Regions from separate parts of the Sus scrofa genome. Here region 1 is linked to region 2. Evidence: chromatin contacts called from public Hi-C data. All regions are on one chromosome and are shown on one strand. Each heading gives the region's core, a stretch centred on a gene start, on an enhancer-like site or on the middle of the called end of the contact. The rest is flanking DNA. Distances are from core to core; before and after follow the strand shown.

Region 1 (6,668 bases), core at 1,266-3,765, 300 kb before region 2:
TTTAGGCCCGCACCTGCAGCATATGGAGGTTCCCAGGCTAGGGGTCAAATCAGAGCTACAGCTGCCGGCTTACACCACAGCCCCAGCAATGCAGGATCCACACCATAGCTCATGGCAACACCAGATCCTAAACCCACTGAGCAAGGCCAGGGGTCGAACCTGTGTCCTCATGGTTACAAGTCAGATTCGTTTCCGTCGTGCCACGATGGGAACGTCAGAATCCTTATCTTAAAAATCAGAAGATTTTGTTTGTTTTTTGCCTCAATATTGCCAACCTGGCATAATTAGTTTTCAAGCTAAAACTCTAAAATAATGGCTACCAGTGTGGTATATAGTAAAAGTGATTCAGAAAAAACTTCTGGCTCCTTCTCCATTTTTTTCAAACTGGTGGGTTTTTGTTTTTTAAAAGTGTGAAATAATAATCTAAAAAAAAACCAAACAGGAAAAAAAACCTTTGTCCCGTCAAAATCCTCTGTTTCATTTTGCAATGCATTAAAGAACTTAACATTACTGCTCTTCAGATCCTGAGTCTGAAAAAAAAAAGTTTCATGGTAATTTGAGGGACGTTTCCTACAGACTTTTGTTAAATTTCTTCAAAGTTTACTTACTTTTGGAAATTGCCAAGCACTACTGGAATATCAGTAAGGGATGGTGGTTGGTGTTTGTTCGCCTTAGCAAGAATACAATTCCAGTTATTTTATTTTTACCGATGAAGTCAGAAGATAAAAGACGCCTCTAGTTTTAGCTGTAAAAATTGCATATTCGTTTGTTTGCCATTGAGGTGGCTGGTCTGCTGCTGGGTCATAAGCTACTCAAGGACTGTCAGCCACAGAATCAGAATGTCTGGTGTGTCTGGTTGGTGCTCTCACACCTATGAGGCGAGTGGAGGTTAGGGAGGAGAATGACACGTTGATCTTCTGAATGTAGTTTCAGAAACTGCAAGACGATTTCAAAGGCAGAACATTTTGAAGTGGAGGTGCGTCCTACTTCATGTTTGTTATTCATGTATTTGTTTCTGGAACAGAATCACAAAACATGGATTGGGGGAATATCATTCCAGAAAAAAAAAAAAAAAAAGAAAAGAATATTGATGATAAGGAACAACATACAGGCTATCTAGTCCAAAGCCCTTATTTTATAGCAATGGTTCTGAAACCCAGATGGGGAAAATGGCCTGGCTAAGGTCCCACAGCTATTCGGTGACCGAGCCAGGAGTAATGCTCCAGTCCCTGAGATTTGCTGTTATTTAATCCCACCTGAATGGCTGTGATCAAAGGACATAGTTTCTCTCACACATAAAGCAATAACTCGACTTTAAAAAAAAGTTAGTTATGTGACTAGTGAACTATGTCTACCATGGAGCGGTGCCCTTAGTCAAGCGCTAAGGTCTGGGCATGTGCATGCCTTTATTTCTGCGTGACAGGACCTCATTTGAATGCACAAGCGAACACAGACCTGGTGGAAAGATCATTAACTGAGCTGTGGTGGGGCTCATAGGTAGTCAACCACACGCTTGTGTGCGCCGCTGCTGGAAACCATGGTGATTAGGAAACGGCTGGCTGCCCCACGTGGGGTGATGGGTTCCAAACACACCAGTTCCTGCTCTGGGATGGTGGTCCTCCCTGCGTGTATCTGCATGAAAATCAAAATCCGTACCTGCGGAATGATTAATCCATATCTATCTGCCTATCTATCTATCTCTTTCTGCATCCATCCATCTACCCATCCATCCATCCATTTTCCTCAGCTAAGTGTGATTCTCTGTGTATGTTTAGGTATCATGATAAAGAGGTAGACACATATTTCCTTATCAGAGAGTTTTATTTATCTACCTTGCAAAAACGATCAGGCCTGGGGTCTTTTTCTTTTTGCTCCATCCCCCCCCACCCCAATTATGATCTTTGGCATCAATTTTGGGTTTTGTAGGGTCTGGCAAATCAAAGGGCAAACTTCTGCTCATCCTGAGTGAAATTAAGTTAAAAGGAACATAGCAAGTAACTTTAAAGAGGAAAAGAGGTGGTACCAAGAGCATCTGGTGGATTGCATGGCAAGAAGTAGTCCTCGCTAAGGACTTGGGTCTCTGTGTTCACTTTTGATTGGTTTCCACGCCATTTGATTTCCCCTCCACAAGCACCTTCCAACACAGCATGAGAGCTTTTGTCTGTGTCCTTTCCACCCACCCGAAGCCCTTCTGATCCACGGCCCCCATCAGGCAGTCCTGCTTCCACGGGTCGGTTGAGCCAAGCCACGTCATGGTAAGATCTACTTTTTTAAAAATCAGAGCTCAGGCTTAAATTTTCTCACCAGATTCCAAAAATTAGAAAGAAAACTAAAACAATACACCAAACCACCCCAAAGAGAATGCCTCGCTGCTCTTTGCGCTATTTCTGCCCCCATATCACACTTGTAACCTTCTGAATGTACAAAAAGATTTTTTATTGTAGCTCCAAAGGAACAAATGACCTCTTCAAATTCATAATGAGGTATGCATCGAACGGAACACGGCCCAAGGTGAGTCATTCATTAATCATAAACAAAACAGCCCCTGATCAAGGACACATCAGAACACACTGTAAAAAGAGGCTCGGTTGCCCAATCTCTTTATTTAATATTAACTACATTATGTTTTTCATGTGAGTTCTGAGAAGGTGATTTTCTCACTTTCTTTGTAGCCAGTTCAGTGTGAATGGATAATTACTTCCCTTAATGCTGTTCCCCTGAAGGTTAACCCTGTTCAACAAGACGCGATCCAATCTCACCTCTCCTGAGGGGGAAGGGGGGCCCCCCACCCTTCTCGGACGACTTTTAGCTGGAATCCCTCAAGCATAAAAACATCCGCCAAGAGGCATATTTCAAATGACATGAATAATATTTGTGATTAATAACAGCTAACCAGAGATGCACAATCCAAGAAATACATTATTAGCTTATTACAGATATCCGATATGCTAATTATCTTCAAAAATTTCATTGCTGATGACTGTTTTGGCAGCAGTGTGAGCAGGGGAAGAGGAAATTTAAACTTTTATGTAAGTTGGAAACAAAGCATTGGGGGCGAATGGACTTTAGAAGACCTGGGAATGGTATTTTTGTATTTCATTCTGTCGGATGAGGAGGAAATTAAATAATGAGAAATGAAATCAGTGGGAAGAGGGAAACTTGAGTCAAGGAGAACTTGTCACCAGAAGCTCTTCTCTGCCTTTCTTGACAAAAGGCTCCTGGGGCAGAAATGGGCAGGTAACACGATAGGGTTTGGCGAGATTTGCCTGGGTGCTTTCCGGGTGTGTATGTGTGTCACTGCTTTCCTCAGACCAAAACGATTTACTCCTGAATCCCCGCATTTCCAGGGGAGACCAGAGCCCTGCCAGCTGTTTTCCTATCGCTCTCACCTCACCCATGTCCCCACCAGATCCAACACTCCATGGTAAATGGACAAAACTAGGAGTTCCAATCATGGCTCAGCAGTAACAAACGCGACCGGTGTCCATGAGGACGAAGGTTTGATCCCTGGCCCCGCTCCGTGGGTTAAGGATCCGGCATTGCCATGAGCTGTGATGTAGGTTGCAGACTGACTCGGATCCCACAGTGCGGTGACTGTGGTGTAGTCCAGCAGCTTCAGCTCCCACTGGACTCATATGCCATGGGTGTGGCCCTAGAAAGACAAAAAAAAATAAAAATAAAATAAAGGACAAAACCAGCTTGGGCACCGTCTTGGAAGCACCACAGATTACAGAGCGTGGGAGAGAGGACCCAGGAGAAGGTCACACCCTAACTTAGTCTAGGAGTCTAGAGTCAACCCACCCATTTTACTGATGGCAAAGCTGAGTTCCAGAAAGTGTCACTCAGTTACCCCAAATCCCCCAAGGATGAGAGAACTCTGTTGGAGGAACTGTGAAGTAGCCTCATGCTGGACAGTTTGCCTCCTCAAGACGGTTCTCAATCTCACATTCCAGAAATTTACAATCAAGAGCGACCTTTTGATGTTGATAGCAAACAAACAAGGTTAAAAGCACTCCTCAATTAGACTGTAAATTAGGGGGGTGGACACCCCAGCAGCCAGACACCCTGGCTCTCCTTCTGCAGTCTCACTGCCAAGATGTTGCTTCCTCTGTTGTGCTCCCTACCATCCCCTAAACTGGACTGGTTTAATCTTCGTATTCTAGATTCTGGAAGGAATGAAATTGGGTCACATGCAGGGCACCTGCTCAGGGGCTGTGAGCAGGACACCCTTCCAGCCCCGGCCCAGACTGGACGCAGGGGGTCAGAAGATTCAGGAAGCCACTCCCTGGAAACCCAGAGAATCCTTTTGAAGCAATGAGTTTGTCCCAGCAACCCAAGGATTAAAGCAGAGCCCTCCTTTCACTGTGACTTAAGCCCCATGAAAACTAAGACCTGGGCCACATCATTTGCTGCTGTATCCCCAGGATCTAGAACGGGTCTGCCCCCTATTAGAGATGTAAATTGAAAGAATGTCTGATCTGAACCTTTTGGAGCACCTCCCCTGTGCAGGGCGTGTAGGAGACGAAGCTGTCACCCTCCCTGGGTTCTTCATGGAATAAAGGCAGAAGATGGACAGATCCAGCAAGTTCATGTTGAGAGAGTGGGCTCCGGGGTCAAGGTGTCCTGATTAGCTCCTGGACTGTCATTTCCTGGCTGTGGGACCTTTGACGAGCTACCTGACATCTCCAGGTCTATTTTCTCAACTGTTAAAGGAGATGGATGATAATTCTCGCACGCAGCGGGCTGTGAAGTCAGCGCTGGACAGATTCAGCGCAGAGCCAGGCCCATAGCAGGTGCTGGATGTATGTTAGTTATTATTGCTGTTGTTACTGTTCTCTGTCACACTCCCTTTAGCACTTCTGGGGCAGCATTCCTGATGACACCTGGTCCACAAAATGACTCTCCAGATAGATCTACCTCTGTCTACCTTGTAAGGGACTGTGATTCTTTTGCCTTTTTTTTTTTTTTTGCCTTTTTTATGGCTGCTCCTGTGGCATATGGAAGTTCCCGGGCTATGGAATCAAAGCTGCAGCTGCCAGCCTATGCCACAGCCACAGCAACACCAGATCTGGGCCACATCTGCCTCCTATGCCACAGTCACAGCAATGCAGGATCTGACCCGTGTCTGAGACCTATACCACAGCTCACAGCAATGCCAGATCCTTAACCCATTGAGGGATCGAACCCACATCCTCATCAATTCTAGTAGGGTTTGTTAACTGCTGAGGCACAGAGGGAATTCCTGACAGTCAGGTTCTTAATCCACAGAGCCACAGTGGGAGCTCCAGAGATTGTGCTTCTATGACATTGTGTAATACAAATCAACTTCCCAAATGTTTCAAAGGTTGCTTTTTTTAAAAAAAAAAAAAAAAAAAGAAAGAAAGAAAAAATGCTATTGTTTTTTCCCCCATCCTCCTTCTTTCAAAAGTGCAGCTTTCTGGCTCCAACTCTGCACAGAGTAGGAATGTTCCAGAAATGTCAGCAAACCCAGAGACATGCAGAAGGACTCAAGAGCTTTTGTCACCAGGCACTTATAACAAGGAAATTGAGGCCAACCCTAGAGTTTTCTCTGCTTCAAGAAGGGCAGCTGGAGACGCAGAAGAAATCAGCTAAATGACTGCTTCACTTGCCGCCAAGCCTACAATTGCTGTTGCCTGCGCCGGCGTGTGTGTGGTAGGCAGCTTTGATTGAAAAGTTAATCAGCAGCCTTGAGTTTCTATCAATAAAGAGGAGAAAGATTGATTTAAATACTTGATGAAAAAAATGTTAGAGCCCTAAACACCTGAAAATGTAGAGATATTGAATTAAGAGACAATGGAAGACAGATCAGGGCCGGTTTCCACTAGAACAATTAAGTTTTCAAGAAGAAGGGTCTTGAGAGCAGGAATTCAGTCTTGATGCAGCACTTGAGAAGAAAGATGTGGAAGAAAAGGATGAGAGAGCTGTGGACAGGTTAGGTGTGTGTTGGTGGGTACAGGATGGACCCACATGCTGCTGGAAGCTCTGTGGCACCCCCCACCTACACCCCAAGACCATCTGACATCTCGGAGGATACGGATGAGCCGCCACCAGTTCACAGGAGGGTAAATGGCCTGGGAGGAGCAACAGTTAAGCAGTCAGTGGAGGGGATGAGCTTGGTGGGTTGAGGGGGCCAGTCAAGGCCCATAGCAGGTGCTGGATGTATGTTAGTTATTATTGCTGTTGTTATTGGAGAGGCCTACTTGAATGGAGCTTTGAAAAATGGAACTTTTGAGAGTTCCTGCTGTGGCTCAGCAGGTTAAGAACCTGACTAGTATCCCTGGCCTCACTCAGTGGGTCTAGGGTCTGGTGTTGCCATGAGAGCAGTGTAGGTTGTAGATGCGGCTCAGATCCAGTGTTGCTGTTGGCTGTGGCATAGGCCCGCAGCTGCAGCTCAGATTCGACCTCTAGCTCGGGAGTTTCCATATGCTGCTGGTGAAGCCCTAAAAAGAAAAAAAAGAAGAAAGGAAAATGGACATTTTCGAGCTGGAAGTGCTGTGCAAATTATCAGGCTCAACCCCTTAGCAGATGATCTGGGCAAAGGATCAACTTGCTGGGTGGTAGAAAACAAGCAGATGAAATGGAGTGGCCGGTGTCCTACACAGATTGTGAACTGAATTTCCTTCTTAAAAGATCCCTATGATGGGAAA
Region 2 (6,985 bases), core at 3,451-5,950:
AGCCGTCATTTTCTTTCTGATGTGTTCCTTTGATTTCCCTCGTATCTCACAGGGCTCTTGACTTTCTTGAGAAAGGGATTATTGAATTGTGTGTCTCCCTTAGATGTACTTGATCACTCAAGTATCTGTACTTAAGAATGTTAGAGTCTGTTCAGCTGTTGCCTCTTTGGAGCTCATTGGGGCTTGTCATCTTAATATTAATTGGGTTTTGTGCAGGAATCTGAAGTTCTACATTGAGTGGCTTTCAAGAGAGAAGATTATGCCCAAAGCCAGATACAAAGACAAACACATTTAGCACAACCATTATGATAATTGCAGAAACATTCTGTCATGAAATAAGCAAATCTGATTAAGGGCGCTTCTACGTTATCAAATATTAATCTGATGTCTTCAGTCTAACCTGGTTGGAACATAAGAAGCTTCTTATGGTTTTATGTATTAACAGATTTGTAGAAGCCGGACATATAGAGCCTAATAGTATGAGACAGCCAAGCCAGGCTAGTAAAAAGATTTTTTTTTTTTTCTGAATGTAATCCATGTAAAGTTAACATAGACACAGATAGGACCATAAACCTGAAATCAAAATTAAAACACCCCCCCGCCAATGAGACATTTTATGTAATTCCAGCCACATGGCTATTCAGAAACATATTGTGGAAAAGAAGTATTAAGGCTCCTTTCTATTTTTAAAAATGAGGACAATATTTTTGTGGTAAATCATCACAATAAACGTAGAGTCACTTGAAAGTTTCCAGACTTTCTTGATACCCACACAAACCGGTTGGTAATAGAAGCAGTAACATTCTTGCTCAACTAGAGGTTAATTTTATTTGTAATTTTTAGCTGCTTTCAGCTTAATTGCACAATTTCCTCAATTATTAAAGTTCATTCTGCTTACTTAAGTTCATTAGCCATTGTCAAAAGGGCAAATTACTTTGCAATTTTAATATTTGTTGGACAAAGCTGCGTTAATAGAGCCACCCTCCAAACAGAGTTTCTCAGCTTTTGCTACAGCGTCCACTGATAACTGCACCCATCCAAGAAGTCAAGAGTCAGGACCTGTGTGTTTACTTTTTCTTTTTATGAATGTCTCTTAAATGTTAGTTATTCAGGTAGGCTTTTTGTTTGTTTATTAGAGGGAGGGAATCACAGAGGGTGACAGTATTAGCGATGGTGTTCGAGTTTTGCATATTACACAGGGTGGTGAAATTTCTCAGCATGCCTATCAAGCCGCATAAATATGGTAGGGTCATATACGTATGATTTAAGCCTATAAAAACACAATATGGGCCTCTGAATGATCAGTCAGTCAGATTTTTCAATCAGGTTCTATGTTATAAAGGTTATTGAGTCATTATGCTATGTATAGTATGATCCCATGTTACATTATATATATATTATATAGATTATATATATATATATATATGTAATCCATATTCTTAAATTTTTCCATAGAGGGATATATTCCATGGTGTGACTGCAGGCTCAATCAATGTCTCTCCCTCTCTCTCCTCCCCCTCCCCATCACTTCTCACACACACACACACACACACCCCCTCTCACCACCTCTGAGCTATTTAACACATTCATGTGTATGCAGACTTACTTAAACATACGTACATGCCCTTATAACAAAAATGCCACTTTCTATTTGTTTTGCCCCTTGCAGTTATAAAGCACCTTTGCCCCTTATTATCTCATGTGATTAATGAATATGCACTTGCTTCCCTGGGTGGATGCACAATTTACCACCTCATGCTCTGGAGAAGACGATTCCTGAAATTCATCAGGATTGCTATCTGAAAACAAACGCACCCCACCTGCTTGGGTTCTGTCTGTCCTTGGTGCACAGTCTCCCTACAAAATGTCTGGGTGCAGACCTCTAGACCTCGAGGAAGGGAACCCCTGTCAGCATGGTTTATCTTGCCAGTAATTAGGCTTGTGTTTCTGCTTTATTAACTCGGATACAACAACGCCCTGCCCTCTGTCACCAGAGGGACTAATAGATGATAGTCGCTCTGATTTGGAAACCGTACAAATTAAATGACAAAGTAAGAGGAAGTGAAGTTAAGGCAAATTGTGTACAGATAAGGCAGTCAGTCATTTACATATTAGTTTTTCACATGTTAAGCAGGGGGCTTTTGATTTTACATCTGCAGGTGCAAAACTGCTAAAATAAATAAGCCCAGTGTTCCTGGTGTGTTTGTTAAAACCTCCACGATATGCAAATTCTTAAAAGGATGCTAAGGAATAATTGATTACGTATGTGGAAAGCCAGGGTCACTTTTTCTTCTCCCCAAGTCCCAGGTTTCCGTCCCCGCGAAGGATTTTCTTCTATTCAATGTGCCTGTGAATCCATGTGTTTATTTTTTTCCCAGGAGCATTTCAACAGGTTTTTATCTTCATCATCTATAGGGCAGATTTGCTTTTATCTTTTTTAAACTCATGTCCTGACTTTCTAGGAAAAACAGTTGGACACCTTATGAAAATTAGTTACCCAAGGAGAGAAAATAAAATTGAATGATGGAAAGAAAAACAAACGAACAAAAGACCGTCCGTGAAGCCCATCTCCATCAGTTTTCTGCAGGAGCTGTAACATTTTGTTTAGCAGTATGATTTAACAAGAAGCATGAGCTCTGGGTATGGATCTGCTGGGTTTTGAGAAGGCTGATGAGATGTGATTATCTCTATGCAGAAATATCAGGGTGGTTAAAGATAATTTGAAATGAGGTTAAAAATGAAACAACACTAAGCTCCTCTCGCTTGTGTCAAAACAATCTCATCTCATCTTTTCTTTTCTTTTCTTTTTCCCCTTTCATTTTGATGACATTTGCTCATATTGGAGGTGGAGACATTCTTCATAGGAAACTATAATCCTTGACTAATTTTAAATTTAATGTGGCTCTGTTTGAAAGACAGCTCTAAATTGGATCCAAAATCAGCTTCTGGATATTATGGATAAAATTTGCAATGTTTGTAATATATTGCTATTAGTGGCAGCACTAAAGTTTCATTCCACTTTGTTAACAATATTCATGGTACAAACAGCATATGCTGACATAGTAAATGACACTTGGTTAGAAAAATGTCTTTGAACTTTCGCTTAAAAAATGAAAACAGGTGAAAAAAACAGCATCAACTGTTGAAAACCATATGTTAGTAAATGAATATACCTCATCGTTTTATTTAATCACCATAAATACAATTACTCTTTAATGATTAAGTTTCAAAGTCTGAGAATATTTCTTATTTTAAAAGAAAGAATTTCAGTACTAGATATATTTATTCATTATCTAAACAAACAAACAAACAAACAAAAAACCCCATACAGCCATAGTTCCTGATTCACAAACAAAACAGTAAAACAAGTTAAGGAAGTTAAACATGATCTCCATGTACATAAAAAGAAACAAGAATTGGGTAACTTGCTAAAAACTTTTGAAAAGTCTAAAACAAGATTTCAAAACCTATCCTTTTATGTAAAAGATGAAATGGCATGTTCTGCCAGTTTCAAAAGTTTCGTCAACATTTAAGAAAGAGAAGCCCAAAGTTCCTCGGCACAAGGCAGACAGCTGTGTGCTCGCTCTGCAGGGCTTCGACCAGAGTCCAATTTAAGCAATAAAATGCTTTTGGAAATTCTAAAAAGCTCTGTTCACATGCACACAGAAGGCAAGACCTCCTCAAGGCTCCCTTCCAGCCCTGCTTTATCAATCAGTTCAGATCAATTCTGCAGAGTCTGGTCCCGCCCGAACTCCCTTGCTCCCCCATCTTCTAGTCTGCAGTGCTAGCCATGTTGATGCCCACACGAGGAGATGACAATTAGTCATATTTATCCATGCTGGGTCCATCTAATCCCCACTGTTTTTTAATCATGGCAAATCCATTATCCCAAACAAAGCTGCATACATCTTGCTGGAGCCGCACACAGACTTGCCTTGTTTACTTTGAGAAGACGGATTTTATGGCAACATTAAATACATACTGAGCCCTAACTAATGGGGTCACTTGGCACTAGGGAGCAACGGCAGTGACAAATCCTAGTGCCCTAATCCACCGCTGCTTAACTTGGTTCTGAAAACCCATGGCCTTGTGGCTGTGCCCTCAAGACCAGCACATCTAAATTTTCTCCACAATTATACATATATGATCATGGCACCCAAGTGTTGCCAGCAACCATATAATGCGATTCCCTTTCTCCCACCCCTCGCAGCCAGAGACCCCACTCTTTTTCCATCCAGGCTTTGAGTTTCATCCTGTCCACTTTCATGCTTTTTGAGTCTGGAAAGTAAAAAAAAAAAAAAGAATCCCCCTACCCCTCTGGTTTATTTAGAAAGAAAAAATCTTAGGTGCTCTGTTTACTTACATTTTTCAGCACTTCTTTGTCTTCCAAACCATTCTAGCTCTTAATATGGACGTTTTATGGGTTATTTTATCAGAAAAGCAGACCTTGGTTAGTTGACTTGAGCGGTTAGGATGGGTTTAAGTGTGCTTGGAAACCCCTGATTTCCCCCGAAAAAGCAATATATGGCATATGTTAACATCTAGAGCCTGAAAACACAGCCAGTAAGAGTCGCGCAGACTAAAGGAAATCACTACTTAATTCCACAAACATTTGTTTCGGTCCAGGAATGGCACTAGAAACTTTGAGCAGCCTGCCCGCTCCAGCGCCGGCCGGCACGCAGGGGCCATACCGTGCGGCACAGCGCCATCTGCCGGCCGGCCTCGCAGCCAGAGGGTGGCTTGGAAATCTACCCGTCTTGGCTCCCCGACCTCTGTCCCCGGGGGGCTTCCTGCTGCTGGGGAATTCTGACTGTACTAAAAAGGAAAGAGAGGGGGAGATTGTGCTGGAGAGGAAAAAAAGCGAGGCTAGAGAAACAGTTTCCAAAGACCTATTTAACATGTAAACGGAGGAAGATTAATACCTCTGGAATGGTCCCCAGACATCTTGCCAAGGGCACGGGTTTTCCGCGTTAAAGGTGAAGCTGAGTTGATTTGCATCCAAAGCAAAGAGTTGCTTTCCCCTTTTCTCTGTCTATAAAGCATTGTGTTCTAGCCACCTAGTCTTCACACCCGGGCTCTGAGTTCTTCACGGAGGTGAGGTAGAATTCATGGGAACCTTCCGGGTATCCAGGTTTATTCATGTCCTGGCTGCGCATGTATTGGGGGGGCGGGTCGTGGAGGGGGGTCATGGGGGTTGGTGGAAGGGGAGAGGTATTCAGAAGTGATTTTGGACACACTGGGGTTGCTTGCACGTCCCATTCCACAAATCACTGGGGTAAACAACCCCATTCCAGAAATCAGTCCTCTCAAGCCCAGATCCTGAGGACTGTGGAAATGCCATCAACACATTTCTGCATTTTCCACACTGTCTTGAACGGGATCCCAGACTCCAGGAGACTCATCTCTGATAGACTGTAAAAGACCCAAACTAAATGGACCGAAGAGGTGGTCATTACTCTTCAGGGAGGGACCTCGCTGTAACCCGGGGTAAAGTCCTATCTACAATTATTTTTTAGGGCTATGTTGGAAATCTTATAATTTTCACCCCATGTCCAGTTCCCAGGCCTTTTGCTCACTGCAGTTTCCATTCTGCAACATGCACTCCCAGGGGCTCCCCCTCCTCCCGCTACCTTGCTCTGTACTCCTCCCCTGTACCCTGCCCCAAACAAAAGCATCTCCATTTCACCTAGAGACACAAAGGAGGTCCCCAGCCATTCCAGGATTCCATTAAAGGATGGCTTGGTTCGGCCTCTGTTGTGGGCATTCTCTGGTCCTCGGTGCCTGATGGCATGTAGCAAGGATTAACTGTAACTGCTTCTGTACAGAAAGGACTAGAAATGATCTCGCTTCACCCGGCTCTCCCTAGAGCATCGGGCACAGCACAGCCTACGAAGGAGACCTTTTAGGAGATAGAGTTATCTACCTGGGCCCTTGAAGTCTAGCCCCGCAGCCATGGGAGGGGCCTGTGCCATTCAAAAAGGCTACGGTTATCCCAGGGGCTACCTCTCAAAGGGAGGAGAATCTGCTACCTCACTGTTCCTCTGGCTGCTGGGCACTGTGCTTTTGCGGACTGGATATCGGCTGGTGTTTTCAAGGAACTGCTTCTCTCTCTCTCTCTCTCCTGACCTGAGCAAGCCCACCCTCTCTTAGAAACCGACACAAAAAATCAGATATGTTCATTACAGATTTCAAGTTTTGGGTCTAAAGGATTTTTGAGACTAGGTTTGCCAGATAAAATACAGGTTACCTGGCCACACTGCACAAAATGCAATGAAGAATTGTTTAGGATAAGAATACTTAAAAACATTCATGGTTCATCTGATATACAAATTTAACTAGATGCTTGTGTTTTCATGTTTTGGTTTTTTACTCTATCTGGCAAACCTATTCGAGATTCTCTCGTGCAAGTCTTTCATCAGGAAACTAAAATCAGCAGAGGCAGAGGAAATGTGCCCAGTTACACAGCTGTTTAGAGGTGGCACCAGGGCCAGAAATCAGGTCTAGAAATTCAGCGTGGGTTTCTGAATCAAACTTGTCTTCCCCCAGGATAGCCGCCTGTGGCAGAGATACCAAGTAAGCTTGTGTAATAAAACCAGTCCCTTATATAATCATTTCCGAGTGACCATGCCTGCTGCAAAGGGCCATAAAGTAAAATGCCACTCATTTGGAAATGCCACTAGTTTATAATTTTGAAGTTTCCTACCCAGGTGCATTTTTGCATAGCAACCCTTCTCTTGCCCAAGAGTCCAGCACTTTCTTTGTCTACAACCATGGTTCATGATGGTTTCGAGGGCTTTGTTCTACCAAGTGATTGCAAACCTGAAAGCCCCCACTTATGCACAAGCAAACACTATGCAAATTATTCCTCTCTCCCCAGTAAAGCCATAGTTCTAAGGCCATGATTAGAGACAGGGCCCTGTTTATCTGGATTAAAAGACTAAACAGATCATCCTAAAATGTTCTAGTCTTTATCACAGACTTTAAA

The links. A called contact is a pair of places that touch in the nucleus more often than the background predicts.
Region 1: a Hi-C map of liver shows a contact between it and region 2, with 9 times the contacts expected there. The contact joins two enhancer-like sites. A contact is called at or near these places in 5 of 47 Hi-C or Micro-C datasets (liver and skeletal muscle).

The regions. Positions count from the first base shown.
Region 1 is chr6:33,517,723-33,524,390 of Sscrofa11.1, reverse strand. No RefSeq gene overlaps it. Among named protein-coding and RNA genes, the nearest start is that of SALL1, 210 kb to the left of the region's middle. Within about 2 kb of position 2,515, at least 9 of the 83 cell types and tissues checked have an H3K27ac peak or open chromatin away from gene starts, as enhancers often do. A contact at or near this core is called in liver, where this site is marked.
Region 2 is chr6:33,215,151-33,222,135 of Sscrofa11.1, reverse strand. No RefSeq gene overlaps it. Among named protein-coding and RNA genes, the nearest start is that of SALL1, 510 kb to the left of the region's middle. Within about 2 kb of position 4,700, at least 6 of the 83 cell types and tissues checked have an H3K27ac peak or open chromatin away from gene starts, as enhancers often do. A contact at or near this core is called in liver, where this site is marked.